Regions from separate parts of the Mus musculus genome. Here all the other regions are linked to region 2. Evidence: chromatin contacts called from public Hi-C, HiChIP or PLAC-seq and promoter capture Hi-C data. All regions are on one chromosome and are shown on one strand. The core of a region is the stretch at or near the end of the contact, and the rest is flanking DNA. Distances in the headings are between cores, read along the strand shown. Region 1 overlaps Pou2f1 (POU domain, class 2, transcription factor 1). Region 2 holds the start of Creg1 (cellular repressor of E1A-stimulated genes 1). Region 3 overlaps Pou2f1 (POU domain, class 2, transcription factor 1). Region 4 overlaps Pou2f1 (POU domain, class 2, transcription factor 1). Region 5 overlaps Adcy10 (adenylate cyclase 10). Region 6 has its middle 24 kb from the start of Gm51750. Region 7 overlaps Mpzl1 (myelin protein zero-like 1).

Region 1 (3,162 bases), core at 233-2,732, 220 kb before region 2:
CCTCCATGTTTTGCTATTTAGTTTTTGCTTTGTTTATAAATACCTTTAATACACTTTTGCCATGTCCTGCTGTTTGTCTTTTGCTTACTTTATTGCCTTCTCTAGAGTTCTTTACCATTATTTTCATAGAGATTTGTGTAGTTTAGATCTTTTGCTTTGGATACTCTTGATTCTGTATGAAATTGTTCCAGGAAGTTTTTACCTAGGAGGTAGCAGTTAGCCTAACTCTTGTTTCACTATTTATCTCTCATTGGATGATGTCAAGCAGTAACCTAACAAAACATTTGTTATAACTTGTTTGTGTTATTGCACACAACTCCAAATTGTCTGGGATGGGGGTAGTTGAAATAACCAAGTATTTTGCTTTAAAAGCAAGGAATCAGAAATGTTTATTTTAGTTACTACTGATTTGTACATAGTGATGTCAGTAAAAAGTCACTTAAGCAGATAAAGTAGTTATGCTATTTAAAAGAATGTGAAGGCAACCTTTGTTATAGTAAGTTGACAACATGAATTTTTGCTTGGTTAATCGACATACAACTTCAGTTATTAGCTTAAGGTAGACTGAGTCTGGATAATAGAAAATCATGTTATGTAATGATATCTGTGTATTTAGTTGTTTAATAATGGTAGCCATATTCCTTTATGCTTAAAAGTTTCTTTGTTTTTAAAACTTATATCAATTAAAACATTAATGTTAGCACCATATTTAAGATTATATGTAATTTTTATTTTCTGCACACTAGAATCTTCCCCCTCCCTCTCTTTTAAAGACAGGCTATTACTATGTAAGTCTGGCTGTCCTCGAACTCAGTATAGAGACCAGGCTGGCCTTGAACTCACAGAGATCCACCTACCTGCCTCTGTTCCCCAAAGTGCTGGGATTAAAGGTGTGCACCACCATGCCTAGCTTAGTTTTGTTAAGTTCTTTAGTCCCCTGAAAGTATTCCTGGCATATAAAATGAAGCAAAGTGTTCGTTTTATGCCTCATTTTGCATATAGGCTAGCTCATGTGATAATGTGTACATATTTACTATTTTCTCTGGGGAGTTGTAAGATTGACTGCCTTCTTTATGACATGCCTCATGTGTTTGTATCCTAACCACTACAAACATGTTAAGCTAGTAGATAGCTATCTCAGCAGTCACAACACAATAGTTTTTTGTTCTGCCGTGCATATCTATGCATAGCTGATGGTTAGAATCACCTGCTCAGAGCATGTTTGTGCATGTTCTTTATAGTATTGCCAGTTTCCTTCTCATTCTTTCTGTGAGAATCCTAAGTATAGAGCACTTCAGAGAGCTTAAAATCCTCTCTGAATAGGGTAGGAACAGTGTGAGAATCTTTGCCACTAAAGGATAGACATAAAAGGAAGACACAGATCATTGTGGTGAGGAATCTGCACATGGTTTTGTTGGGTCCTCTATGTTAAGCCTTTTAAAAGGCTGCAATGCTTTGGCCCAAACTATAGTCTTATCTGAAGGTTCAGATGGGAGGGAGCTTGCCGAGCTTGCTCACATGATTGTTGATGGATGGAGTTCTCCTTACTGTTGCACTTAAGACCTCAGTTTCTTCTTATCTAGTACTTGGTTGATCAGAAACTGCCCTCCCTCCCTTCCTTTGTGGTTTCTACAGCTTTCTTCCTTAGAGTAGGCCTTGAAGGAGCCAAAGAGAATGCTAGCAAGGAAAGAACGTTAGCAAGATTGAAACCATTGTCTTGTAACTGAGTCAAGGTAGGTTAGGAAGACTCAACTCCTTCTAAGAGGACATTTCCCTCTCAGATGGTATTTGGGTGAGGACTAAGTACTGGGTGACATTTTTCTGAGAACAAGACTTAATTTTTTGGTTAGTCTTCATAGCTAGCACCCCTCAACGTACATATATATTTTTGATGACAAAAATTGTCAGGCACAGATATTTCAACTACTTGATTGACAGTTGTCAGACCTTTCTTTCTCCCACACTGACCTACTTGTGGCCTTTATCTCTGTTAGAGAAGGCTGAGTCCAAAATACAAAGAGCCAGCAACTCAGCCTTCGCTGTCATAGTCAGTAGCAGTGAGCAGTGCAGGAGAGAGATAGTAGAAGGCTGGGGCGTGGAGCGTGAACAGCTGAGATTAAAGAGGGTAAAGGACAGCAGAGAGTGGGGTGTTTGAAAAGGTGCAAGCTCTGTCTAACTGCTGGCAGAATTCCAGAACACTTCTAAGAGCTCTGGCTTCTTAGGATCCATAATAATAAGAGCTAAGGGTCCAAACACTTGAAGCTTGGAAGTGTAACACTAGTCCTTCAGTACTAGGCCACAAGAACTTAAAAGTGCAGAGGTGTCACACTGAAAGCAGACCGTCTGGATATCCAAGGCTCAAGAGTTACTAACATTAAACAAGTGTTACTTTGCTTCTGCATTCTTTTCATCTATCAAAGAATCCTCACTTGATCATTAACATAATTTCCTAAGTAGTATGTTCCCTTCTGCCATGTTATTAGAAGCATATTACTTGATCCATTTCACACTCAAGAGCAAGCAGTAATACTTGGAGTCAGGTATCAGTGGAGGCCATTTTAGAAATCTACCAACACCTTGCAGTAATTTTTAGGATCCTAAAAGGGTCCTGAAACCCAAAAATTAGTTGTTTTCAAGCTGAAGAGTTGGCAGGTCGGTTAAGAAAACTTGCTGCTCTTATAGAGGATCTTGGTTCAATTCCCAGCACTTACATGGCTGCTCAAGCATCTGTAACTCTAGTTCTAGTTGATCCACTGGCTTCTCTGACTTCCCAGGGTACCAGGTACACATGGGGTACACATAGAAGCAAATCCATGCTTAACACATAAGTAACAAAATAAATAAGTCTAAAAATTGTTTAAAGTTGTTCTCTAGGGCTTGGTTTGGGGCCTTGGAAACTTGCATGTGGGGTAGGGGTGTGAAGTTGACATGAGAGTCTCCCCTTTATGGACTTCATTTTCTCAAAGGAAAGATCTTAATAGTACCGTGACTGTCGCATAGCAACATCTTCTATGTAGTAGCACAAGCGTAAAGAGTGATGAGGGTTAGCAAAGCAAACGCCGCTGAGGCTTCTGTTACAGTCTTCAAAGTGCCATGTCGTTCACGAAAAGGAGACCGTGTTGGTGTGGTACTTGGTTGCTGAGTGATAGAATTCTGTTGAGT
Region 2 (3,382 bases), core at 493-2,992:
TAGGTCTTTAACCTTTTCAAGAAGAGTTAGAAACTTAAAGAGCAAATCAATAGACTTTGTTCTCTAAAATTTTATCCTGCGTGTGTGTGCGCACGCGTGCAGAGTGCAGGTGCACCACAGGTGCATTGGGTATTAATGAGTGTATGGTGTGGCCAGAGGTCAGTTTTGGAGGTCACTCCTCAGAAGCTGGAGCCATCCAACTGGCTTTTTGAGCCAGGCTCTCTCTCCCTGCGGTCTGAAGCTCACTGACTCCGCTTGGCTGGCAGGCCAGGGAGCTAGCCACCTGGCCAGTGCAAGATCACACGTGTGTGCAAGTGTGTGCAAGCCGTTGAGCCAGTGTAGGATCACATGTGCGTGCAAGCTGTCAAGATGGGTACTGAGGACCAAATACAGGTCCTCGCGCCTACATGGCAAGTATTTTACCAACTGGGCTATTTCCCTAGCCCCTAGGATTGCAGTTTTAAAAGGCAGTAGCTAATTTAAATTTGTTTAGAACAATACAGAACTCTGTGGAGGCTGAAGAAAACGGGTCTCTTCTATTCTAGCACATGGGTCCCAGTCCTGTGGCCTGTGCTTTGAAGACAAGTGGGTCTGAGGTGAACTAGGGTTGGCCCCCTGGCTTTGCGCAAATTACTTAACCTCATGTCTTCATCTGTAAACCCGGAATAGCCATGCCTGTTTCTAAGAGTTACTACAAGAGACAATGAATGAAAACAGGTGGAACCGAAAAGCCCTAGGCACATACCATGGCAAGGGCTTGGTTAAAGCGTCGGCGTCTCTTGGCTCACTGTTTACCACGACACCAAGCTTTCTCAGTTTTGCCACAGACCCTCCACCGAGTCAGGCTTCATTTCTGGGCTCCTGTGTGGCCTTTCCCTCCCAGGCTGTTTCCACCTGAGCTGTAAGCAGAGCCAGGTCCGCAGTCAACTATAATGCTGTGTAGTAGTTTCCCACTGCTGATAGGTAAAGGTAGGGAAGAGAATCTCCGAAGTCACATAAGCCAAACGCTAAACTATCCAACAATCTGTATGCCTTTAGATCACAAGAGTGCAGTTTATGCAGAGACAGCGCCTAAAGAGGACGCCTGACTATCTGAAGGGTGTGAAGTGCTCCAGGTACTGGCAAAGAATTTACCCCAAGCGCTTAGACCAGTAACAGGGTAAGTAGGAACTTCCTGGTAGTTCCCCAACATCTGGGATGCTACAACCTCCGCCTAGCCAGCGCAGGCCAGAAGAGACAGTCATGTGAGCTGGGTTCAAAAGTCTTATCTCTAAGACCCACGCTCTCCCCAGCGAGCTAAACTGGAGACGCTGGTTTCCTGCTCTGCCGGGTCTGGGAAACCGCGCCGCGCTCCCGCTCACCTGCAGGTCGCTCACGGCTTGCTGCAGTGGACTCAGGTACATGTAGGGCTCGCCCGTGCCTTCTCCCGGAGGACCGTCACTGATTGAGATGATGTCCGCGAAGGGCCAGCCGCGCACCTCCTTTATTGTGGAGATAGTGGCCAGCGAGCCCCAGTCTGAGACGTGAGTCACGAAGCGGGCCACGCGCGGCCCGTCTTCGCGGGGTGGCAGCGGAGGCAATCGCCTGTCCACGTCCCAGTCCCCGTGGTCCCGGCCTCCGCGACCCGAGGCCGGCGACACCAGTAGTGCCACCAGCGCGGGCGCCAGAAGGGCAGCAAGCAGGGAACGCGCGAGCTCAGGAGCACGGGCAGCCATGACGCTGACTGCGGAGTCCCTGCCCACCGACCAAACTCTGCCGGGGTAACTATTGCCTGCCCGTTGTTCCGCCCCTCCGAGAAAGCCAATCAGAGATGAGCAGGCAAGAGGGGGCGTGGCTCCAGTGCAACCCAGTTTCCAGAAGCATATGGTCTGTTCACCGTGTCCTGTGATCTGCTCTGTGAAGAGTGCGAATTTGCCCTAAAGAGATATTTGTTTTGCTTGTTTGATTTACAGACAGATAAATGAGGTCTAGAAGAAATTAAGCAACTTCCTAAGTCACAGTGCTAGAAAAAAGCTGCCTGCATGCACGCACACACCTCCTTTTTAATGTCTTTGAGTATGCTTGCCTGGCATCTAAGAGAACGTGAGTTTTCTGTGTGCTCTTTTCTGTTTACTGACTGTTAGCAAGCAAGCCTATATGTAGTACAGTACAGAAATACCGACATGCAGGAACTTAAAAATTCCTGGCCCAGAAGAGTCTTCAGATAAAGCCACTTTGTTAGTTTTCGGTATCCCACTCAAGACTTTGACCTTGTCCATTTGAGACCTGTCAAGTCATCTAGCTCGGTTAAATTCGTGGTTTCATGCATTTATTCTGGCAGATCCTCCAAGCCCGTGGAGGATTTTCATTCTGCTACCCTAGGGAGTTAGAAAATGTATGCAAACGTGTTTGCGTCGTTTTAAAACTGTGGCCACTGTTAGAATCTTTTAAGCCCCACCCATCCTATAGTCTGAATCAGGCCACACCTCTCTGCAGCTCTCTCTCTTCCTAACAGAGTTATGAAGCAGTCCGTGCTTAGCCGCTACTCTTTTTTCTTTCTTAAAAAAATATTAGGTATTTTCTTCATTTACATTTCAAATGCTATCCCGAAAGTCCCCTGTACCCCCCCCTCCCCTACCCACCCACTCCTACTTCTTGGCCCTGGTGTTCCCCTGTACTGGGGCATATAAAGTTTGCAAGACCAAGGGGCCTTTCTTCCCAATGATGGCCGACTAGGCTATCTTCTGCTACATATGCAGCTAGAGACACGATCTCTGGGGGTACTGGTTAGTTCATGTTGTTGTTCCACCTATAGGGTTGCAGACCCCTTCAGCTCCTTGGCAGCTCCTCTTAGTCTGTGGCACCCAGCTCCCTGTCATGTAGGCCAGGATGAACTAAATCATGGGATGTGAAACTTCCTGACACCTCTAAAATGATATAAAAATCAGGCTTAGCCTCTATTCTAGGGACTGGTGTGAGACTCCTAAAGGAGATTTCTGGAAAGATATTCTGAGGTCTGCCTCTAGCTAGCCCCCCACCCCAATCTGGCCCACTACTCTGTCTTTCTCCTGATCTCTGTCTGTCTCTCTGTCTCTCTCTCTGTCTCTGCCTCTCTCTCTCTCTCTCTCTCTCTCTCTCTCTCTCTCTCCCATTCACGTGTGTTGAGGTTTGGTCTTTTGCTATGTATTGTAATGCTAGGTTCTATATGAGAAAGTCTAGCCCTATTAGTGACTTCTCATGCTTACAAGCTTTTGTTGTACAGACCTTGTTCCTTGATTTACATCTATTGGTTAAATAAAATTGGCTGCAGCCAGTCATTGGAAGGATTAGAGGTAGGTGAGACGGGGAAAGAGGAAGAATGAAAGAGGAGGAGGAGGAGGAAGAAGAAGAGGAGAAAGAAGAT
Region 3 (3,220 bases), core at 248-2,747, 190 kb before region 2:
CTAGGTAACTGGGGAGGAGTTTAGCATGAAGGTCAGAAGCTTGGGACATTGTCTACTTGACTTCTAGCCATGCTTCTTTTGTGGGGGCTGAGGGGCCAGTAACTTCCACAGGAGCCCTGGTTCCAGGAGACATGAGAGAACTCCTTCCATCCCATGTAGGTGATCTGCATATAGTTCAATGCCCCATATGACAGGAAGTCTTTAAACTTTTAAAATTCACTTTATATCCAATTGCTGCCCCCCCTTTCTGATCCACCACCCACACAGTCCCTTCCCTATCCCCCTTCCCCTTCTCCTCTGAGAGGGTAAAGGCCCCCCTGGGTATCCCTCCACCCAGGCACATCAAGTCTCTGCAGGGCTAGAGCGTCCTCTCCCACTGAGGCCAGATAAGGCAGCACAGTTAGGGGAACATATTCCACAGACAGGCTGCAGCTTTACGGACAGATCCCACTCCAGTTGTTGGGGGACCCACTTGAAGACCAAGCTGCTACATATGTATGGGGCCAATACAGTTCTTAATAGCAGCCTTATAAATTTCTGTATATCGTGCTAGGTAACTGATACAATAAAATAATAAATTTAAGAAAGCTTTGTATTACTTTACTGAAGAACAGTAAACCCAAAGACTAAGACATTTGGGGCTCTCAAGGGGAGACTTAGGAGTACTATGTTACGGTTAGATTCCACTGTCAGGTGCTGCTGAGCAGTTTAGTTTACCCAATACCCTTTTCTTTATTTTTCATATGTAAAATTGAATGATAAAAGAACTTACATGATTGTTCTTGTGAGAAGAAACTAGTTAATGCCTGTCACACTGTGGCTATTTAAAAAAAAAACAAAACAACAACAACAACAACAAAAAACCTTGAGCTAGGAATGGATTTTATTTTATTTTTCTTTTAACAGGGTTTTTTAGTGTGGCCAAGGCCTGAATCTCACTATGTTGATTAAGATGGCCTCAAACTCTCAAGTGCTGGGACCAGCTTTAGTTTTTATATTTATGATATTAAAAAAATGGGAAGGTGAGTGACAGATTAGGGGTCCACAAGGCCTAATGTTGTTGCTCTGTATAATTATTTCCCAGAAAATGCTAGTTTCTGGGAATGTTTATGCTATTGTGAGTATGGTAGTTTGCCAATGAATGTTAGAATGAAAGATAGCTGTTAGATGAGAACTGGAGTTAGAAAAGAATGATTGTGGATACTACTGACTAGAGAAGGAAGTCACAGTTGTGACTACTGGTGATTACTTACAAGGGGAAAAAAAACAAAGCCAAACAAAATGAAAGTCAGTAACATTGTAGAAGTAGCAAAACCAGTGGAATCCAGAAGGACTTCCTCTTTTGGAAATGGGGTTAGGAATGTTTTAGGGTCCTCTATCTTTCTGCTGTGTTTAAAAAGTTAGACTCAAGAGTGATGTTGAGCTTTATAGTAGCTAGTTATTATAGTTTGCTAGGATAAAAAAATTTCAAGTACTGTCCCATGTTTTCAAGATTAATTTTAAAAAATGTTTTAAAAGTGTGTGTGTGTGTGTGTGTGTGTGTGTGTGTGTGTGTAATATGAGTACATGTGCGTATGTGGGTTATGGAAGTCAGAGGACAGCTTTTGTGTTGGTCCTCACCTTTGACCATGTTCACTGCTTTGTATTGGGGGCCAGCTGACCCATGAGCTTCTTGGGGTGCTGCTGTCTCTGCCTTCCATCTCTCTTTAGGAATTTTGAAATTACAGACACATAAAACATGTGTCAGTTTTGCAGAAGTTCTGAGATTTGAACTCAGGTCTTCATGCTTGTTTGGCAAGCCTTTGGACCACCTTTCTAGTTTAATGTTCTGTATTTAAGATCAGCACATGAATAATAATTCTTTAACTTATGGGTATTGCACATGCACATATGCTTGTATATCACATTTGTGCCTGGGGCCAATGGAAGCCAGAAGAGAGTGTCAGACCCCTAGGAACAGGAGTTTCATTCAGTTATTTATGAGTTACCATGAAGGTGCTGGGAATTGAACCCAGGTCTTCTAAGAAGAGCAGCTAGTGCTCTTAACCACTAAAAGACGACCTCTTTGGTCCCCTAGTGTTATGTAGTTAAAGATCTTATTTATTTACTTATTTTTTGTTTTTCTGTGTATGTGAGTGCATGCACACATTTATACAGGCACACAAGTGAGTTTGCAAAGGCCAAAAGGAGGTTAGGTTCCTCAGAGTAATGGGCATTTACATTTACAGATCACTGGGCTTATACGCTGATGCTGGGATCTGAACTTTGGTCCTCCATTTGAGCAGCAAGTGCTCTTAACCACTGAGTCATCTCTGCAGCCCTTTTCTATAGTTTGGGAAGTAGTCCTCCATGCTTTATGTTATGAAGGAGATTTAATAAACAGTAAGAAATGCATAAGTGCTTAATTGTATTTATTTTTATAATAATCAGTAAATGCTTTTAATTAACCAACTTCACACATTCTGCCGTGGAAATTTGTGGAGATAGTAAATTCTTAGTTACTTCAAATTCAAGCCAGATTCTTCAGTATTTATTCCTATCTGCCCTCCAACTATCCTGTTTTTCATTTAGGGTGCTAGGGTAAGTTTTCTTCTTTCATTTTTATTTCCTTGATTAATGATTTCACATTTCTACTGGTTTTAAACTGTATACATCTCTAAGCTAATATCTGAATTGTAGTAAATAATGATACTTTCTGTAGTAATTGAAAGTTGCTTGAATGTTTCTAATCCGAAGCGGTCCTAATCTGAAGCAGTCCCTGGAGTGTTTAAAGCAATTCTTTTATTTCATAAATTGGTTGTTTACTTAAAAGTGATGGAAATTATTATTGGTTAAGTGAGAAATGGCTCAATGCTCTGACTTCTGCTCCTTTTCTTCTACATAGACCCTGTTGCATCTCCTGTAAGCAGTGTGTAAACTCTCCATCTTCTGGGGACAGAGTAGGAAATCCTGTTCCTATAGAATACACCTTGTGAAGATTATACATCAATAATAATAGGGTCATCTAATTTTGAAGAGCTTTATAGAAAAGAAAAAATGGAGACTACTGTGCTATTTTAGTTTTGTATAGTTTTCTTTCTTCACCGTGCATTCTTATTATATGCAGTAGTTGACCTTCCATTTTAATATTACTACTAGCTGGTGTTTGTTTTGTTTTACTTTCTATTGGTCTCTTTCACAGTAAGAGCAAGTAGTTGCAAGGTATTTAATCTATTGAATA
Region 4 (3,464 bases), core at 934-3,433, 160 kb before region 2:
TGTGAGAATATGGGATGTGTAATAGATCCTTCTCATAGAGCTGAGAACTGTCAGTTTACACAGTCACTTTCTGTGTTGTGTCCTTGTTTGTTTTAAGAAACAGTGATTGGCCTGGAACACTTTATATAAATTTAAAAAAAAAAAAAAAAAAAGCTGGCCTTGAACTCCTAAAGATCCTGGGGCTTCTCCCTGAATTCAGAGGCGCGGTGACAATTCAGATAGATACTTATTACGACCAGTAACTCATTTTCCTAGACTTCTTTGCTTCTCCATCACCAGTGGTAGTGATTAATATTCTCTTTTCTCTACAAAGAGAAAATTAATTGCTTTTCTGTAAGATCTCTGCTAATATAGTACCATCTAGCTAGATCAAATATGAGCAGGTTACTACCCTGAGAGGCATAGAGCTCACTTCTTGTTTATTTGCTGCAATGTGCCCTATCTTCATAGACACAGATTGTTTCCACATTTTGGACCATTTCAGAATCAAAGCACACTTTATTGATTTCTTAGTGTTAAGGGTATGCCGCTATGCTCTTAGCGCTCTCTGCTGGTATTAATTTATTAGTTTAGAAATATAGATATGTTTGAGTTCTGTGTTGTACATTAGATTATTACTATTATATATATTAGAAATAAAATTACGGGTTTTTGTTCTGTTTTGTTTTCTTTTGTTTTGTTTTAAAGTAGGATGTAATGGGTTATGCCCAGCAGTTGGAAAATTAAAGCAGGAAGATTATCTTGAGTTTCAGGCCAGGCTAGACTACATAACAAGACCTTGCTTGCCTCAAGAAAAGAAAACGTGAAACACAGTGACACCATTTGTGCCATGATAAAGAAAATAGTAGCTTATTTAGATCATGTTATGCCTGTTTTAGTTTTCATTTTAAAATTCAGTGAACTATATAGACTGTTTGCTCTTTTTCATTTGTTTAGTAATTTGTGTGTGTGGGGGGGTTGTTTGTTTGTTTTTGTAGTTCATGAAAAAGTCCAGATTTTAAAGAAAGGAGCCCTGAATATTATATAAAACCAAAGTCTAAAACTTTATAGGTTCAGGAGACAGTTGTGTCGACCTCTTTTTCCTAAAATGATCACAGCTAAGAGTTTGCTTTATAAGATTTTAAGGGTAATGAGAGGTATGAAGGTCAGGCATTCTGACCATGCATTTTAGACAGACAATCTTCATATGCACACAGAAAATTTGTGATTCAGGTTTGTTCAGGATTCTGTCTTATATGTAAAATGTTATAGGTGTTATTACTAGATTTGGTACAAACAGATGAGACTCACAGTCTTCTTAACAATCTACCAAAAGCCAAGACATTAACAAAACTGGTTCTGGATAGTTTATGGTGAGTTATCCAAGATCAAGCATAGAAGAGCAACATAATGTTATTAAATGGCCTGCCTACCTGTCTCCCTCCCTCCCTCCCTCCCTTCCTTCCTTCCTTCCTTCGTAAATTATTTTTTAAGTGGGGTATAGTGTGGTACATGACTTTAGAATCAGCACTTGGGAGGAGTTGCAAAGAAATAAATACAACACACCAAAATAGATTCAAAAGACTGTACAACTCAAGGAACTTCTTTCTATCCCATTAGATTATACATTCAGAACAGAAGCTATTAAGCTTCCTTCACGTTGAATTTTATACTTCACTATCTAATATATTTTTATGCGGTATCAGCTATCAAAACCAAAAAAAAATCCGTGGCAGAGTTAGAAAAGAAATTAGCTTCGTATCCCTTGTATTTGTATCTGTTTCCTACATTCAGTCAGTCCTTCCCTCACCCCCATAACCTTTCTTCTTCTTTTTTCTACATGTGGTATCATGGCCCATGTACATTTATTTGCATATAACTGGCTAGTTTCCACATGAGGGAGATGATGTATTTTTTTCTTTCTGAGGTTAGGTAACGTCATTTAATATTACACAATCAAAGTCCATCAATTTTTCTGCACATTTTGTGATTACATTTTTCGTTAGAACTTTATAGAATTTCGTTTTATATATCATATTTTCATTGGCCATTCATCTGTTGACAGACCAGATTCCAATTTCTTGCTTTAGTGAATAAAGCAGCAAGGGGTGTAAATATCTCTATGATAGATTGTGGAGTTGTGGGTATGGGCCCAGGAGTGACAGAGTAAGATCATGTAGTAGTTCTATTTTTAATTATTTGAGAAATTTCCAAGCTGATTTCCACAATGACTACACTAATTTGCATATCTCCCAACAGTAGTGTCACCACATCTTCTATCACATTTGTCGTACTTACTGATGGCAGCCATTCTCACTGGGGTGAGGTCTTATCTCAGAGTAGTTTAAATTCTTATTTCCCTGTTGGCTAGGGATATTAACACATTAAAAATAGTTATTGGCCATTTTTGTTTGTTTGTTTCTTTTCTTAAGTTATCTATTTAGCTTATCTGCCCATTTGTTAATTGGCAGTTTTATTTCCTTGGTATTTGACTTCTGCAGCTCTTTGTAAATTCTGAACATTAGCCCTCTGTCTGAAGTGTGATATAAAGATGTTCTGCCATTCTGTATGTAGGGTGTCAGTTTGTTCTGTTGATTATTTCTTTTAATGAATTTTTAAATACACTTATAGGCAAGGTAAAATGAACCACCATTGAGGGAGAAAGTGTACAAATTAAAACAAGTGGGTTGGGGGAGAAACCAGAGTTCTCATTTCAAGAAGCCACATGAATGTTGATGGTTGTTGTGGCTTGCCTGTAAGTCCAGCCTTGAAAAGCAGTGGTAGAGCTTTCTCTAAGCAAGCTGGCTAGCAAGACTACTCAGTGAATATGGAGGAAGTGATCAAGTATGATTCCTAACATCAATCTCATGTGCAGTGAACTATGCACATATAGAAACATGCATACACACCACACACATGATGGCAGCAGTACACAGAACAGATGGTTAGCTTTGTAAGAAAGTTGAGAAGAAGACAGGAGAACTGCATTTGTGGTCTCCAGTACTCCAGGTGCCTACTGCACCCAGAGGACTCACTGCAGTGCAGTAAGATAATGATTTTGATATCAAATTCATTTTACAGAAAAATACATATAAAAAATAAGCAGTCAACATTGAGACTATTCCTTAAGAAGTATGTGATTCATGAGAATTCAGTATAAGGAAAAATGTATTTCCAAGTTGGAAAGAAAGTGTTATGGAAGACATCATTAGAGGAGGTAGAGTTTATGCTGCCCATTGAAGAATGGGTTACAGTTAAACATAATGGTGGTTGGCATTTTACCCTCAGCATGAAGAAGCAATAAAAGCTAAGATGAAGTTAAAGAAAGATGTACCAAGTCTCTCTCTCTCTCTCTCTCTCTCTCTCTCTCTCTCTCTCTCTCTCTCTCTCTCTCTCTCTCTCTCAAATTATGGTATGTTGTATGATCTCCAGACCCTTTTCTGTTTAGTCATTCCCAAAATTACAGAATTACATTCTTGTAGAGA
Region 5 (3,042 bases), core at 469-2,968, 200 kb after region 2:
GTTCATGTTGGAGAATCATGCAACCAAGCTACAGAGGAAGGTCTCATAAAGTTTTAGGTAGATTTACTGTTTTGTGTCAGACTGTGTGCCCGTTAGTTTTCGGACAACTTGATATAAGCTAGTGTCATCTAGGAAGAAGGAGCCTCAATTGAGAATCTGCTTCTATAGGAAGTGATGTGAGTGGGCCTAGCCTACTAGACACAGTGCCACCCCCCGGGTAGGTGGTCCTGGATTGTGGCCAAGAAAGCCACAAGAGCAAGGCAGTAAGCAACACTCCTTCATGGTCTCTGCTTCAGTTAGTGTACAGGTTCCTGACTTGAGCTCCTGTCCTGACTGCAGCCTGCAAGGTGAATGACATCCTTTCCTCTCCAGGTTGCTGTTGGTCATCATGCTTAGTCATAGCAACAAAGACCAAACAAGAACAGAACGGAGTCATGGCTATGAAGCCTGGAGGTCATACGTTGGATATGGTTATCAACATGAAGCTTCTAAGGATAGCCTGAAAAAATTAAATAGTCCCAGTAAAGGGCACATTGTTAAACAATGCAGTGACTATCAACCATCAGAAATTGATCTGACAGCTCAGACCTACAAGGTTCCTCCAGATTTCATTATTCTTTTTCACTGCTCACTCCTCTCCCAGCCCTGAAACAAGGTCTCACTATGTAGCCCTGGTTGTCTTTGAACTTACTATATAGATCAGGATAGTCTTGAACTCATAGAGGTTTGCCTGCCTCTACCTCCCAAGTGCTGGGATTAAAGGTGTGTACCAACATACCCAGCATTCATTGCTTCCTTACAATTTTGGTAATTATTAACCAGCTCCTTGAATCACATCACTAGGCTCTCTCCATCCCTTAACACTAACTAGTTCAAAGTCAAAGTCCAAAGCCCAAGTCCTGAGAGACGCCTCATCACTCCAGTGTGGAGATCCACCCTGATTTCTTTTCATTCCCCAAGCCAGGATAAATTCCACGCGTACCAGAATAAAGCATGATGTCCAAGCAGACGAAATAGAAAAATGCCTTGCTGAAGATGTCCTCTTCTGTTACAGAAAGGTCCCACAACCATCCCAGCACCTGGACCAAATGTTTATATCTGTGCAACAGAGGTGAAGATGTTAAAAGGAGTGAGAAGAAGGGATGGACTTCAGTCCTTGTCTAGTTAGTCCTGGACATGAACAGTAGTTCAGAGCCAAATACAATAGAATACAACCTTAGAATAGGCTTCAAATCTTCCCTTGCCCAGAACTAGAACCTAAGCCTCCAACTGGGTCCTCACCCCAAACTGTTCATATAGGGCTCCTCCATTTTAGGAGGACTAGAGTCTGGCCGATGTGGCCAAGTCTTCATTGCTGTTTGTTTGTGCATGCACAATGCCTTTTCTTTCCCCTTTATCTACCAGAAATGGAGGTCCTATTCCCCGCAATAAGCATAATTGGTTGCCCTCTTGGCCAGAGCAACCAGATTAGAGATGAATACAAAAGAACTCCAGGAGGAGAATTAACAGGGGAAAAGTGATGTTGATGATAAAATGTCAGTTATCAGTTACGGTATCTTCCTTTCCTGTGCCATGGCCAGAGGGAAAAATAAGCCAGAATCCCACAAACAGCTTCCTGCCATAATTAGCTGTGGTTGCCAACCCAGTAGCCTCATTGGAGAGGAAAGCTTTCTGGTTGAGGAACTGCCTAGATCACACTGACCCGTGGGTATGTCTGTGGGGAATTGACTTGATCATTAATTAATGCTGGGAGCCCCAGCCTTGTGGAGGAGGCACCATCTCCAGTTCTAAGAGCTGGTTAGCTTAATCACATACTGGAAAGGGAAACAGAGAGCCAGCCAGCAAGAAGCCATGGTTTCTGTTCCAGTCCCTGCTCGAGTTCCTTGTTCCAAATTTCCTCGAAGATGGACTATGACCTGGAAGTGTAAACACCACCATCCCGCCCCTCCCCACTTTTGGGCAGAGCGCAACAGGAAGGAAAGTCACAGCAACAGGAAGGAAAGTCACAGCAACAGGAAGGAAAGTAGAACCCGAACTTTGGAAAATGCTTTAGGGCAAATACCTGCTTTTCAAGAAAAGAGGTTTACTCAGTCTGCAGAGAACCATCTGGTATTTGTTGGGATTCCGAAGAAGTGACCACATCCTGTGGGCTCGAGAGCCTGGGGAGAAAGCAATCAGGCTGTGTTTGGGGTACTACATGTGACTTTATGCGTTCTCTTGCCTTGCCGGCCCTTACCTAACTCAATGGCCAAGTCCAGATGACCCATTAAGAACTTGATGTGGCCCAGTGTGTCGGCTGTATACGCCATGATCTCAATGGCCTCGCCTTTCAGGGGGAGGTTCAGGAGCTGCTCCATGACCAGTATTTCATATTTGAACCACACGCCCTGGTAGCCAGCGAGGTGGTGGTACAGGGAAAAGTCCAGGTAAGCCTTGATGATCTGTGAAGGCAGCAACAGAGAGAGGAGGAGGGAGACTGAGGAAGAACCGCAGCATGAAAGGCTCAGAGCCTGCCAGGACCCTTTGTTTGTTAAACACGGAGCAATGCCATGGGCTTGGGTACAGAAATCAAACTAGGTGGCTGCCACCTACTTACTGGGTCTTCTAGGATAAGCTCCGTGGCCGCTCTTGTGCACAGTCTTTAAATGAAATCCAAACATTTTAATTTGTGGGGGAAAGTATAGGCAATTGCTTACACATGGGGAGGAATGGCTGCATAGTACAAGATGGGGTGGGTGCAATCAGGTCTACATGGTAGGGTCTTATGTTAAGGTGGACAGGTCTACCTGGCAGGTTCTTATGTTAAGGTAGAAAGGAATATTTGAAAGAGAATTATCCTTTCTTATGTACTGCTTTTGTAATGTAGAAAAAAAGGAAAGCTGGTTTGGCTGGTTTGTTTGATAAAGTAAGGACTGATTTAAAACATAATTGGAGACTTAAGAGATGTTACTCACTCCTTAAGCAAATCTTTAAAATGAGGAAGTTGCCCCAGGATATAAATGCTTAGAGAAGAACAAGGAGAAAAGAATTACTTCTGAAGAA
Region 6 (3,115 bases), core at 176-2,675, 180 kb after region 2:
ATCATGACGAGCAAAGGCTGCTACCGTTAACATGAGGAAGCAGCTCCAGGGAAGGTGGGATTTAGGGTTGAAAACCCGGGGTTTCTCGTGCAGGGGCAAAGCGAGCAATGGCAATATCCTCGCAACTTTGTAGCCCCCTGTTCACTTGACAACTAGCTGTATCTGATTCTTTGAGTACCCTTCCAGAAAAGTTCCCCCACCTCTGATATCAGTGTATTCCGTCTCCTACTACCCGGCAGATCAGCACCCCTGACCTAAATTTCAATCACTTCTCTTTGGCAGGCCACCCTAATTCCAGCTTGTGACACGATTTGCCTGTGTCTATCTTGGCCCAGATCTCTTCCATCTCTGAGAGTGATTGGTGAAACCTGGGTGGCCTTGGACGCAGGATCCACCTCAGTGGGAGAATACTTGCTCAGCCAGTGTGAATCCTTTGATTCTTAGATCCTTAGTACCACATATAAAAGCCGACCGTAAGACTTTCTAAAACAGAAATATGGTCCATACATGTCCTTCAGTGGTCATCCTGAGACTCCTATTTTGGATGGTGTTGATGGGTCCCAGACCTAAAGCCAGATGGCCCACAAGGCTCCTTTGTTCAGTGGGTCTCCTCAGACCAGCTGGTGTCTGGGGGTGGGGACCCAGTGCTCCAGAGTTCCAGGACCAAATGCTGTGTGCTGGCCTGGGAAGGCCTTCTGTCCGATTCACACCTCTTCCCAGCTAGCTCCCACCAGCTTTCTAAAGGCCACATCAGGGTGTGTGCAGCAGGTGCCCTGTATTTTAGTTGCTTGTTTGCCAGCATTGACACACAACCACCACCTTACAGAAAGACTAAGATGCTACGATTAAATCTCCATGTTACAAACCAGGAAACTGAGGCACAAAGAGCTTTCCCTCAAGGGCATAGACTCAACCGCTGGATCCAGTCCAGTGAGTTTTCAGGTCTATGTCATATGCCACGGTTTGGATTGTTTCTTGGCTCATTCCTGTATTCATGGTACAGGGCCTGAGACCATCATTTCACTCACTGAATAAATACCAGGTCCCTAGGGCCGCTATAAGAAAGAGCAAGAGCAAATATTCCTTATACATCCATCACTTGACAGCTCCCGAACACTTACTATATGCCTAGCTCTGGGCTCAGTGCTAGATAGACAATGTAGAGCATCTTTGCTCTACAGGAGTTCAGAGTAGGTAAGGTTCAAGGGTGCATGGGGGTGGGGGTGGGGTCAAACAAAACCCACAAAGATAATGCTTCTCTTCTCTGTTCCTAAAGTCGTCACGGATTACCTATCACATCTTTCTCCTAAACATAATTCTGGGCGGGCTGCTCCAGAAAGCACCTTGGTGGAAGCTTCCTGTGGGTGAGACATGCAGAAGCTACAGCTCAGAGCTCTGCTGGAAAAGGCTCCTGAGGCCACAGCCAAGTCCAGTGCTGCCATCTGCTGGCCACATCGAAGATGCGCCCAAACCCAGGGCTTGTGACGTAGCCAAGACCAGCAACCAAGTTCAGCATCCCTGTAAAACCTATGGGTCATCTGTAAAATCAGATAGATGTACCTGGGCCCAGACATGTAGAACATACGCTTTCTAAACTTCACCGTAGACTTCTCTACTTCAGTCTGTCGCTCGCTCCTTCTTTCCTTCCTTCCTTCCTTCCTTTCTCTCTCTCTCTCTCTCTCTCTCTCTCTCTCTCTCTCTCTCTCTCTTCTTTCTTTTCTTTTTTCTTTTTTTTTTTGAGAAAGGGTTTCTCCGTGTAGCCCTGGCTGTCCTGGAACTCACTCTGTAGACCAGGCTGGCCTCGAACTCAGAAATCCGCCTGCCTCTGCCTCCCAAGTGCTGGGATTAAAGGCGTGCAGCATCACTGCCTGGCTCCCTCTTTTCTTTCTTGGGTAGGGTGCTGAATTCATTTTACCTCTGAAAGATGTTTATTAGCTGCAGGCCCCATGGAATTTTTAGGACCACTTATATCACATGCAAATAAAGGTACTTTGACTTCTTTTCCAGTTTAAATCCCCCTTCCCCCATCATCTTCAGTTGTCTTATTGCTCTAGCTAGGACTTCAAGTACTACACTAAACAGATATGGAGAGAGAGGACAGCTTTGTCTGGTTCCTGATATTGGTGGAATTGCTTTGAGTTTCTCCATTTAAGTTGATGTTGGTTGTGGACTTGCTGTGTGCTTTATGATGTTTACTATGTTGATGTATGGACCCGTATCCATGATCTCACAGTACTTTTATCATGAAGAGTTGTTGCATTTTGTCAAAGGTTTTTTCTGCATCAAATGTGATCATGGAGTATATGTCTTTAAGACTATCTATATGGTAAATTGCATTGATCAATTTACATATGTTGAACCATTCCTGCACCTCTGGGATGAAGCCTACTTGATTATCGTAAATGATTGTACTGTAGACCAGGCTGGCCTCAGACTTAGAAATCTGCCTCCCTCTGCCTCCCAAGTGCTGGGACCAAAGGCCTGCGCCATCGTGCTTGGCTCTCTTTCATCTCTGGTATTCTGTTGGTGAAGCTTGCCTCTATGGTTCCAGTTTGAGTTTCTAAAATTTTCATTTCCAGATTTCTCTCCATTTGGGTTTTCATTATTGATTCTATTTCTACTTTCAGGTCATGACCTGTTTTATTCATTTTCTTCCACTGTTTGTGTTTTCCTAGATTTCCCTAAAGGATTTATTCACTTCCTCTTTAAGGACCTCTGTCATATTCATAAAGGCTGTTTTTAAGGCCTTTTTCTTGTGATTGCGGATATGCTGGTATATTAGAGCCTCTGTGGCAGGACTGCTGGCCTCTAGTGGAGGTATATTGTCCTGGCTGCTATGGCAGTTTTGTGCATCTGGGATTGGGAAGGTTACAATTCTAGGTCCCGATATATGGTCCAGTCTTTGTTGGGTGGGTGTTTTGTTCCTAGGTTTCTGTTGCCCTGAGTGTGATGGGTGTGTGTTGCTTGGTGGGAAATTCCTCTGGGGTTCTGGTAGGTGTGGCCACTGGGGGTCCAGGTAAAATGTGCTTCTGGGGATTGGGTGCTGACACGTAGGAATGGGGATGGCTTGGAGGAAGGCTGGGGGAGGGGACATTCTATCAGGATCTGCTTAGTC
Region 7 (3,277 bases), core at 31-2,530, 150 kb after region 2:
AAGTGACTTATAGTCAGTGCAGTGACTGGCCTGATTTAGGACCTTGTGAATATTTCTCATTTCAGCAACAGAAAAATCTTTGTTGGTCCAGAAAAAAAGTTAAGGCTAGGGACGTGGCCAGCTGGACATGGGTGTGAATGGTAGGGATTGGCCCTGAGACTGGAGAATCCTGCCTGTTCCCACAAGTACATGGATGTTTCCCTTACATTGAGATTCCGATAGATAAATTCCCTTTGGAGGAGACCTGTAGATGCTGCCTTCAAGACAGTTCCAGCCAACAGATATTGTCCCGAGTAATCTCTATAGACACCCTCCACCCCCGCCCCACCATGATGGTGTTTTAAAACTTGGATTTTTTTGTTTGTTTGGCTTTTCAAGACAGTATTTCTCTCTCTAACCTTGGCTGTCCTGGAACTCACTCACTCTGTAGACCAGGCTGGCCTCAAACTTCGAGACCCACCTGCCTCTGCCTCCTGGGTGCTGGAGTTAAAGGTGTGCGCCACCACCCCTGCAAATCTTGAATTAAAAAAAAAATGATTTTGGTTTTCTTTTTTAAAGACTTGTTTGTTTGTTTATTATATGAGTATGCTGTAGCTGACATATTAGAAAAGGGCATCGGATCCTGTTATAGATGGTTGTGAGCCACCATGTGGTTGCTGGGAATTGAACTTAGGTCCTCTGCAAGAGCAGCCACGGTTCTTAAGTGCTACGCTGAGCCATCTCTCCAACTCAAATCTTGAAACCTTTATTGTGAAGCACTCAGAACGTTGTATATTTTGTTCTTTCTTTCCTTAGTTCTCTCATTTTGTGCCCCCCACCCCCACCCCCAGCATCAAACAACACCTGAACACATTGAGAAGGGACCACGCGACTGTCAGGTCAAGAGTGTAATAGTGAACATAGAACCCGTCCTCTGCCCTCTGATGGCTATAGACAGCTGTCCTTTCCACAGAGCACAATGGGAGAAGTGCCCAGGGAAGGACAGGATGTCATGGGATCACCAAGTGTGGGGGAAGGAAGTCATTTTGAGATTGAAGCCTGAAGCAGAGGCTCAGACAGCGTGCAGAGGAAGGAGTGTGTTCCCGGCGAGTGGAAAGTTCACTTGATGAGGATTTCAGGCTCACTGAATGGAGTATATTTCTGTAGCCGTCCCTGACTTTGTGTCATTCAGCTAAGAGGGTTCCAAAATAGCAACCCTGACGCATGGAAGAAAGGAGCCCATTTGAGCTCTCAGTGGCCTCTGGCCACCAACCGCTGCCAAGCAGCTCTGCACCTGCGCAGTCGCTGCTGACACACGTGACCAAGCTCTGCTTAGCCAGTCAGATTGTTCAGGCACAGTGGGTACTACTGAATGTTTTGCCTGGAACATTCTGGGACTGAAAAAAGATGTTTTTCCCCTTCTTACTAATGTCTTTCCCTCACTTTGTTTGTTGTTTGGTTTTTGAGACAGGGTTTCTCCGTGTAGCTCTGGGTATCCTGGAAACCACGCTGTAGACCAGGCTGGCCTCGAACTCAGAGATCCACATGCATTAGTCTCTGGAGTGCTGAGATTAAAGCATTCCACCACCACGTGGCTCTCCCTCAGTTTTTATCCTGAAACATAAAATGTTTGGGGGGGGGGGGGGGAGGCAGAGAAAGAACACAGCTCATGGGGTAAATAGAGAGTAAGAGCCCAGGCACCTGTCCCTTCCACCGTGGTGGCCCAGCGGTAAACTCCTCCTGAATGACCTTGTGTTTAGTGTTTTGTTTTTTTCTTTTAAAAGGTCACATGAGGGCTTGTCTTAGCAGATAGTATTAGCCCATCACCATGTTCCAACAAAATCAATGAAGCATAGGCCAGAGAGCAGTTCCTAAATAGATGGATTTATACGCTTTCATGAGAGGCCATACTGGCAACTTCAAAGTGCTTGCCGGGGTGGGGGTGGGGCTGGGGGTGGGGGTGGGAGGCTGCGGATTAAAGCAACCGCCTTCTTTCAATGACAGGGAAAACCTTAACAGGATCCTTTGTAACAGTAACAGAACGAGGATGGTCTCAACCAAAAGCTGTTTCAGGATCGTTGTCTGCCTGGGCTGTGGGGGTGTTTTGTTTACTCACAACTATGCTATCCAGTATATTTCCAGTGGTTTTACAAGTTTGAGTTTATTTGGAGTAATAAGGTCACTGGGCCGCCTCACTCACTTCCTGTTACGTTCGTAATTCAGAGTATTGGAACAGGCCATGTCAGGAAATGACCTCCTGGACGAGCCATGTTTGTCTAACCGGGTCTCAATTTGCTTTCTTCAGGCTGGGTGGTGTGGCACTCGTGCTGGGGACTCAGCTAGATAGATGGCCGGGTCAGAGTCTGCCTGAGCAGCTGCCAGACCCAAGAAACAAAGCTTCATTTCTTTGTTGTTTTCATACTCTGTATTTTCCTTTTGATCTTTACTAAAATGTCCTGGCTTTCCATCTAAACCATAAGCACATCAAGTGTGGGTATTGTTTGCTTCTTGTAGAAATGACCTTGCTGCGTTGTGTTTGCCGGTCAGGGATTCTCTAGGTGTCTTTCCATCTGAGGCAGTCTCCATGCTCTTTATAAACGGCAAAGTCACTGCTCAAAGATAAATTGGCAAGGCAGTGCGTTTTAGAAGCCCTAGTCTCTAGGGCTCAGTAACTGAAGAGTTCTTTCTGGGTTGTTTATTTGTTTTCTTGACCTTTGAGCCCCAGCATAACTCAGCAAAGTTTTCTGCTGCTTGTTAAACAAAGGGGGAAATGTGCCGATGCTGTTACTGTGTCAGGGTTTACACAGACGTTTGTTTATGTAAGCCTTGGACGTAAGTTCATGGAGTTTGGAAACACTTGATAAGCATTTTGTCTTTTTATTCATTAAATTTTTGTTTTATATGTAGGCCATAATCTTTCCCCTGATGTCAACAGGAAAAGTCATTTTAAAGTGTTTTAAGGCTCAGAGTTAATACATTGTGGCTTAGTTTTCTTTCTTTCCTTCTTTCCTCTTCCTCCTCCTCCTCTTCTTCCGACTCTTCCTTCTCTTCCTCCTCCTCCTCCATCTTTTTTCCTTTTGCTATAATAAATACTATGACCAAAACAGTTCACCATGAAGGGAAGCCTGATTAGGGGCTCAAAGCAAGAACGGACGCAGAAGCCGTAGAGGAAGTCTGATCACCACTGCCTTGCTTTCCAGGCTCCCACTCAGCTACCTCTCTTTTGCCTTCCAGGACCATCTGCCTACAGTGGGTTGGTCCCTCCCACATTGATCATTAATCAATAAAATGTCCCACA

Evidence for each region. Promoter capture Hi-C pulls out the DNA fragments that hold promoters and counts their contacts. A called contact is a pair of places that touch in the nucleus more often than the background predicts. HiChIP or PLAC-seq counts read pairs in DNA pulled down with a chosen protein or histone mark.
Region 1: a promoter capture Hi-C map of the HPC-7 cell line shows a contact between it and region 2. The contact joins the enhancer-like site here to the promoter of Creg1 in region 2. A contact is called at or near these places in 21 of 39 promoter capture datasets (the 3T3-L1 cell line, 3T3-L1-derived adipocytes, the C10 cell line and 15 more), 2 of 15 datasets of contacts at CTCF or cohesin (CD8 T cells and the NIH/3T3 cell line), 85 of 484 Hi-C or Micro-C datasets (3T3-L1-derived adipocytes, the AML12 cell line, B cells and 56 more), 20 of 115 datasets of contacts at active chromatin or transcription factors (the 230-238 cell line, CD4 T cells, the HPC-7 cell line and 16 more) and 3 of 9 other capture datasets (adipose tissue, liver and pancreatic islet).
Region 3: a promoter capture Hi-C map of the HPC-7 cell line shows a contact between it and region 2. The contact joins the enhancer-like site here to the promoter of Creg1 in region 2. A contact is called at or near these places in 5 of 39 promoter capture datasets (the HPC-7 cell line, cancer-associated fibroblasts, cranial neural crest and 2 more), 2 of 15 datasets of contacts at CTCF or cohesin (the G1E-ER4 cell line and large pre-B cells), 89 of 484 Hi-C or Micro-C datasets (B cells, the C2C12 cell line, CD4 T cells and 55 more), 11 of 115 datasets of contacts at active chromatin or transcription factors (the HPC-7 cell line, PVALB interneurons, the SCID.adh cell line and 8 more) and 3 of 9 other capture datasets (adipose tissue, liver and pancreatic islet).
Region 4: a contact with region 2 is called in a Hi-C map of B cells, with 9 read pairs. The contact joins the enhancer-like site here to the promoter of Creg1 in region 2. A contact is called at or near these places in 4 of 39 promoter capture datasets (the C10 cell line, the HPC-7 cell line, cranial neural crest and 1 more), 1 of 15 datasets of contacts at CTCF or cohesin (large pre-B cells), 2 of 484 Hi-C or Micro-C datasets (B cells and ventral hippocampal neurons), 2 of 115 datasets of contacts at active chromatin or transcription factors (the HPC-7 cell line and fetal liver) and 3 of 9 other capture datasets (adipose tissue, liver and pancreatic islet).
Region 5: a promoter capture Hi-C map of trophoblast stem cells shows a contact between it and region 2, with 2.1 times the contacts expected there. The contact joins the enhancer-like site here to the promoter of Creg1 in region 2. A contact is called at or near these places in 1 of 39 promoter capture datasets (trophoblast stem cells), 1 of 484 Hi-C or Micro-C datasets (ventral hippocampal neurons) and 1 of 115 datasets of contacts at active chromatin or transcription factors (embryonic stem cells).
Region 6: a contact with region 2 is called in an H3K4me3 HiChIP or PLAC-seq map of bone marrow-derived macrophages, with 2.7 times the contacts expected there. The contact joins the enhancer-like site here to the promoter of Creg1 in region 2. A contact is called at or near these places in 10 of 39 promoter capture datasets (the C10 cell line, the HPC-7 cell line, HPC-7-derived erythroid cells and 6 more), 23 of 484 Hi-C or Micro-C datasets (B cells, the BV-2 cell line, the C10 cell line and 17 more), 8 of 115 datasets of contacts at active chromatin or transcription factors (the HPC-7 cell line, Th17 cells, bone marrow-derived dendritic cells and 4 more) and 3 of 9 other capture datasets (adipose tissue, embryonic stem cells and liver).
Region 7: a promoter capture Hi-C map of liver shows a contact between it and region 2. The contact joins the enhancer-like site here to the promoter of Creg1 in region 2. A contact is called at or near these places in 3 of 39 promoter capture datasets (liver and pre-B cells), 2 of 484 Hi-C or Micro-C datasets (embryonic stem cells and liver), 2 of 115 datasets of contacts at active chromatin or transcription factors (the SCID.adh cell line and embryonic stem cells) and 3 of 9 other capture datasets (adipose tissue, liver and pancreatic islet).

What each region holds. Positions count from the first base shown.
Region 1 is chr1:165,984,316-165,987,477 of GRCm38.p6, reverse strand. All of the region lies in intron 1 of Pou2f1 (POU domain, class 2, transcription factor 1), which reads left to right. Among named protein-coding and RNA genes, the nearest start is that of Pou2f1, 17 kb to the left of the region's middle. Within about 2 kb of position 1,482, at least 50 of the 459 cell types and tissues checked have an H3K27ac peak or open chromatin away from gene starts, as enhancers often do. A contact at or near this core is called in CD8 T cells, the G1E-ER4 cell line, the HPC-7 cell line and 9 more, where this site is marked.
Region 2 is chr1:165,762,118-165,765,499 of GRCm38.p6, reverse strand. It overlaps Creg1 (cellular repressor of E1A-stimulated genes 1), which reads right to left and starts at 1,742. Exons shown (of 4, transcript NM_011804.3): 1 at 1,362-1,742. The coding sequence starts at 1,715.
Region 3 is chr1:165,956,423-165,959,642 of GRCm38.p6, reverse strand. The region is part of intron 1 of Pou2f1 (POU domain, class 2, transcription factor 1); the gene reads left to right. Among named protein-coding and RNA genes, the nearest start is that of Pou2f1, 45 kb to the left of the region's middle. Within about 2 kb of position 1,497, at least 5 of the 459 cell types and tissues checked have an H3K27ac peak or open chromatin away from gene starts, as enhancers often do. A contact at or near this core is called in the HPC-7 cell line and bone marrow-derived macrophages, where this site is marked.
Region 4 is chr1:165,926,475-165,929,938 of GRCm38.p6, reverse strand. The region is part of intron 2 of Pou2f1 (POU domain, class 2, transcription factor 1); the gene reads left to right. Among named protein-coding and RNA genes, the nearest start is that of Pou2f1, 74 kb to the left of the region's middle. Within about 2 kb of position 2,183, at least 11 of the 459 cell types and tissues checked have an H3K27ac peak or open chromatin away from gene starts, as enhancers often do. A contact at or near this core is called in B cells, where this site is marked.
Region 5 is chr1:165,563,322-165,566,363 of GRCm38.p6, reverse strand. It overlaps Adcy10 (adenylate cyclase 10), which reads right to left. Exons shown (of 34, transcript NM_173029.3): 27 at 2,237-2,441; 28 at 2,063-2,159; 29 at 983-1,098. Among named protein-coding and RNA genes, the nearest start is that of Gm51750, 5.7 kb to the right of the region's middle. Within about 2 kb of position 1,718, at least 9 of the 459 cell types and tissues checked have an H3K27ac peak or open chromatin away from gene starts, as enhancers often do. A contact at or near this core is called in trophoblast stem cells, where this site is marked.
Region 6 is chr1:165,582,046-165,585,160 of GRCm38.p6, reverse strand. No RefSeq gene overlaps it. Among named protein-coding and RNA genes, the nearest start is that of Gm51750, 24 kb to the right of the region's middle. Within about 2 kb of position 1,425, at least 13 of the 459 cell types and tissues checked have an H3K27ac peak or open chromatin away from gene starts, as enhancers often do. A contact at or near this core is called in bone marrow-derived macrophages, where this site is marked.
Region 7 is chr1:165,616,269-165,619,545 of GRCm38.p6, reverse strand. The region is part of intron 1 of Mpzl1 (myelin protein zero-like 1); the gene reads left to right. Among named protein-coding and RNA genes, the nearest start is that of Mpzl1, 17 kb to the left of the region's middle. Within about 2 kb of position 1,280, at least 112 of the 459 cell types and tissues checked have an H3K27ac peak or open chromatin away from gene starts, as enhancers often do. A contact at or near this core is called in the SCID.adh cell line, adipose tissue, liver and 1 more, where this site is marked.